Linked DNA regions of Mus musculus: region 1 is linked to region 2. Evidence: chromatin contacts called from public HiChIP or PLAC-seq data. All regions are on one chromosome and are shown on one strand. The core of a region is the stretch at or near the end of the contact, and the rest is flanking DNA. Distances in the headings are between cores, read along the strand shown. Region 1 holds the start of Tbc1d19 (TBC1 domain family, member 19). Region 2 holds the start of Pi4k2b (phosphatidylinositol 4-kinase type 2 beta).

What was found. HiChIP or PLAC-seq counts read pairs in DNA pulled down with a chosen protein or histone mark.
Region 1: a contact with region 2 is called in an HNF4G HiChIP or PLAC-seq map of pancreatic cancer cells. The contact joins the promoter of Tbc1d19 here to the promoter of Pi4k2b in region 2.

The regions. Positions count from the first base shown.
Region 1 is chr5:53,808,239-53,810,938 of GRCm38.p6, reverse strand. It overlaps Tbc1d19 (TBC1 domain family, member 19), which reads right to left and starts at 1,312. Exons shown (of 21, transcript NM_144517.4): 1 at 1,081-1,312. The coding sequence starts at 1,179.
Region 2 is chr5:52,740,230-52,742,929 of GRCm38.p6, reverse strand. It overlaps Pi4k2b (phosphatidylinositol 4-kinase type 2 beta), which reads right to left and starts at 1,356. Exons shown (of 10, transcript NM_025951.3): 1 at 962-1,356. The coding sequence starts at 1,211.

The DNA.
Region 1 (2,700 bases), core at 63-2,562, 1.1 Mb before region 2:
GAGGCAGCTTAGGAGATCAATTTCTCAATTAAGGTTTCCTCTTCTCAGGTGTTTTAAGTCAACAAACAAGATTAATCATCACATACCACACTCAGTAAAGATACACTTAAACAAAACTTTCAACCTACTTAACTGACATTTCTAAATTATAAAAAAAAAAAAGATGTTTACTAAGTACACAAAGGATGTTCAACAAGAGAAAACAAATTACGAATCTTAAAAATAAAAAAATACTCCAACAAAATTTAAAGAATTAACATAATATAAATTTTATCCATCCTGGAGTTAAACTTGAAATCAACAAAAGGAAGAAACTGGAAAGATCTCCCCAAATTTGAAAACTAAACAATACATTTTCTGGACAATCCATGGGATAAAGATAAAGTCACAGAATATACATATTGGCATTATCCATAATCTCTAAACAACCTAAATATCCACCAGGTAAGTACTAACTAGAGAAACTAATGGGAACAGAAGTACTAAAATACCAAGTTTGGATGGATCTCAAAATCCTAACGGGGACAGAAGCATCCACAAAAGTTTTGGTACTGTAGGATTCCATTCACACTACATTCTCATACAGTAAAGCTCTACTGGTTATTCTGTCTACTCGCAGGGCCGAGTCTGTTTAAATGAATTCAATAAACGCTAGGTGGGCACATTAAAAAAAAAATCACTGTAGGGAGAGCAAAGTGCAACAAAGTGACACATTAGAATAAAGCACATGGGATCCCAATCCATCCACGAGAAAGTAAAAAAGAAGGAAGGCATGCTGCTCGTGAGTCCAACATCTAAAAAATAAAAAATAGGTCCCTTAAACGACTACAAGAATAAACGGGAGAAGCCTTGGCCATTCTCTGGCCTGAAGAAGGGCGTGATGAGCCCCACCCATCTTTAAAAAAATACAATTGCCTCACTCCTGGGTCTGAGCAAACAAGGTGCAAGGCTCAGGGAGGGGTTTAAAACAGCAGAAAGGGGTGGAGAGAGCAAAAAGCTCTGGCCTGGGTGAAGGCAGTGTAGCAGGCAGGTCATCCTGCGGCCTGCCGGTCTCCATAGCTTCCCATCAGCCCCGCTTACCCAGGCCTGCCGTTCCAGCTGAGCATACAAATTGGAGCCCTTGAGTTTCTGGACGATCTGGGCAATGATGAGGGACAGGTCCGACTCCTCCTGCAACATTTCCCCTGCCCTAACCCGCCAGCCGCGGGGACGGCCGCCGGCAAGGAAAGAATGCGCTGCAGGGTCCCACTCCTGGCCGCTGACACTTCTCCCGGACCTTTTTTCGGCGGGACTCCTCCAGCGGGCGTTGCCAGGCAACTGCTGGGCCGTGCGTCCGTCCCTCTCTGGTCCCCTCCGCATCTGAAAGACCTCGCACATGCGTTCCGAGGGCGGAAAGAGACCAGGGCCGGGAAGTAGATTTCATTGTTCCTACCCAGTCTGATCGAAAACACAGAACAAAAGCTTGTTCTTCCGCAGCCACAAAGTTTCAGATGTGCAAAAAAGAACCGAGAACGAGGTGGTGTGTGTGTGTGTGTGTGTGTGTGTGTGTGTGTGTGTGTGTGTGTGTTGAAATTTACTATATAGACTCTGTATTATAGAGATTCTTAACTCTTCCACCAGTCAATCTCTGCAGAACACGCCTGTGAACACAATTGCTGCTGGTTACACCCCAAAATTATGGGCTCTGATACTAGCTGTTGCACTTAAGCGATGTATTTAAATTGCAGAATTCAATTTACACCAATTGGCAGGATGTTTTGATAGTTGGCTGAGGTAAGAAGCAATTCATGAAGTTGCACGCTTGTTTCCTTTGCGACTGTTTCTATTCTCTAGGCTTTATACAGCAGTGGTTCTCAATCTTCCTAATGCAGCCACACTTTAATACAGTTCCTCATGTTGTGGTGAACCCTAATCATAATTTTTTTGCAGCTTCTTCATAACTGTAATGTTGCTATTGTTATGAAACACATATAAATATATGTGTTTTTCAATGGTCTTTTTTTAAAGGAAGTCTTTTTTAAGAGTTTATTTATTTAATGTATATGAGTACACTGTCATATGGTTATAGATGGTTTTGAGTCACCATGTGGTTGCTGGGAATTGAACTCAGGACCTCTGGAAGAGCAGTTAGTGCTCTTGACCACTGAGCCATCTCTCCAGCCCTTTTTCAATGGTCTTAAGCAAGTCCTGTGAAAGGGTGGTTCTTGGGAACTGCTGTTCTAGAATCTACAATCATATCCTGGTATTAGTCTCCTTTCACATACAAATTAACCAACAACAATTACTAATACTTTTTTTTTTAGTATTCTTAATTTTAAAATGACTAAGATCCTGACTGTCCTTGTCTTTAAGAAATCTACCATCTAGATTTCTATGCATTCATTCCATCTTTTAGACATGGTCCAACTTTCAGTTTATCGAGCATTTACATACAAGGAACTGTGTGAGCACAAATATTTAATAAAATACAGTTTGTGTCCTCAAGGAAATATATGAAACATAGTTATAATTAGAAGTAACTGATTTAACTAATTGAACGTTAATCCAAAGGCCAATAGTAGGTCAGCAAACGCCCTAAGGTGTAATTATACATTAGAATACACATTAGAATAATAGAATAATTAGAATACACATTAGAATAATATCACCAAAATACTTACGGATTAATTTTGGTTTTGTGTGTATACATATTTTTTAAGC
Region 2 (2,700 bases), core at 107-2,606:
CAGCTAACGTCGTGGTAAGGGCAGACCCCTATGTAGTTAATGTGTTTCAGAGACGACTTCCTTTAGGTCTCTTATTTAGAGGATTTGTGTTTGAATAAAAGTTGTTAGAACTCTTGACTTGCCCTGTTCAAATCATTTCAAGTCACATTAGCACACTGGTAGGTCAAATAAACTTAACTTCTAAGAAATGCAGTATTAATAACAACTACCTTCCCTGTGGCTTTTCCACAAGGAGTCATATGGAATGATGCTCGTGGAATAGTGCATATGATACTTCTTTGGATCCATCCTATCATCATCAAGTAGGAGAAAAAGGGAAAAAAAAAAAAAAAAAAAAAGCCAGTCTAGACTCCAGATGGATCTCATACAAATCTACTCCATTTCAGCCACACTCCACTCCACCGGTCCAAACTCACCACACAGACACCCAGGCCTGCAATAGCATGCCTTAATTTTTAGTTTAAACATTGTTAGTTAGCCTCTCTTTCAAAGGTCCACTTAAAATCAGCCCAGGAGATAATGAAAAGGTGTTTTTCTTTTTAAGCGCGCAAATATACTTTGCAGAGAGCTGGCGGCAGGAGTTCGCCCGCCTCCGCCCCCTCTGGCTAACGTCACAATAGCAACATTTAATAGAAAGTTTTGAAACTTGTCCCAGCGGCAAATGGTCATCCCTTCCTATTATCTCTCGGCTTATCATCCGCCCTGTAAACTCATGACTCCGACGAGAACTTTCTGGATCGTTGTGCGTTCTTAATTCAGAACTTAAGTCCAAACTTGAACAAACAACTTACGTCACAGTCCTGGATGAAGTTTCCCTCAGTGTTGGGTTCCCACTTGGACTGACTCTTTGGGGAAGCCTACAGAGTGAGATTTTAGTGGTCCCCGTTCTCCTGCCACAGAGGGAAAGGTGAGAGGAAACTGAGGCAGGGAAGGGCGGGTTGCGCGCGCGCATGGGTCGCACCTGAGCTCGTAGTGCGGGTCCGATCCAGCTCGGTGGACAAGCTCGCGGAGATCGACCCTTCCCCGGACACCGCCGGCGGCTCGTCGGTAGCGGGCTCGCGGAGGACATCCGCGCCCTCGTCCGCCTGCATTCTCACGGCGCTCCCGGGCGCGACCCTCCGCGGCTGGGCCCAGGCAACGCGAGGCAGCAGCGGCTCCCGCTCCTCGTCCTCGTCCTCCGAGGGGCGGGTGGGCTCGCAGGCCTCCGCCATGATGTCCCGGGGCGGCTCCGGCGCTCAGAGCCGCCGGGCTCCGGACTGGGACCCCAGCATCACGCCAAACCGCGGGGGACTGCTCCCACCGACGCCACCTCACCAGTCCACCAGCCCGCGCCGGCCACGCCCAGCCGCCGGCCACGCCCCGCCTCTCGAGCCCCGGGACGCCTTCCTTACGCCTGCGCAGAAGGACAGGGGGTGGGGCAAGCGAGGGTGGGGCGGGGCGGGGCGGGGTAGGGCATTGATGGCCACCTGTGTCTCAACTCCCAGAGCGTTGCCAGCCATTGCAGTGGATCCAGCAGAAAGCCAGGACCAGCGTCATTTCCGCGGGAGGTGCATCCCTTCCAACCTAAATAGTCCTCTCTTATTACTATATACATAATATACATTTATTTCACTAACTTTTCTCTAAAAGTTCATGAAGGCTGGGAGCTACTTCTATTACTATAGTCCATATGTTAAATATATAGTTTTGTAATCATAATCTGTGCATTATATGCATTTATTTGCTACTAAAATCGAGACGGGAGTGTATGTTTAGACATTCTTGATAGTGGTAATTTATAGATTTCTTTTGCTTTGACTGAAGTTAAACTAAGGTGTGTCAACACTTAGAAATCTTTCAAAGGCTGTATTTCGGCTGTGCTAATTTTTTTCCCTACTTCGCTGACTTTATTTTTTATTTTTATTTTGCTTCTTACTACTCATCTGTTTCACTTTTCTTTTCCTAGTTGTTTAGTAAAGATTAAAACATCGAGGAAGACCCGGGCGTGGTGGCGCACGCCTTTAATCCCAACACTCGGGAGGCAGAGACAGGCAGATTTCTGAGTTCCAGGCCAGCCTGGTCTACATAGTGAGTTCCAGGACAGCCAGAGCTACACAAAGAAACCCTGTCTCGAAAAAAACAAAAAACAAAAAAAAAAAAAAAAAAAAAAAATCGAGGAGGTTCCTACCTTTTAAACATAATGCCTTTAGAGCTGAGTTGCCTTCAGAGCTTTGCTTTAGCTGCGGTTCCACTGTTTTTGATGTAGTGTGCTTCACTTTTGACTCAGCTGATAATAGTTTATAATTACTTTTAGGATTTTCCTCTTTGATCTACTACTTTGAAATGTATTAATTTTCAAATTTAAGTACTGTGCTGGTTAGTTTTTGTCCACTTGATACAAAAGACTCTCTTGGGGAGAAGGACACTCCATTGAGGAACTGGCTCCATCAGAATAGTTTGTGAGCATATCTTTGGGGAATTTCTTGATTAATGTTTGATATGAAAGAACCCCATCCACTGTGAGTAATGCCATCCACCTACTATTTTGAAATTTTTATCTTGTTTGTTTCATCCTTCTTTATTGTTGTTGTTTTTTGGATGGGACAAATGTTCTATGTGCAGTTTTATGAAGAACATAGATTCTATAGTTCAGTGGCTTTTTGTTTCTTTGTTTGTTTTTGCTTTTTTTCTAAGATGGGATTTCTCTGAGTTGCCCTGGCC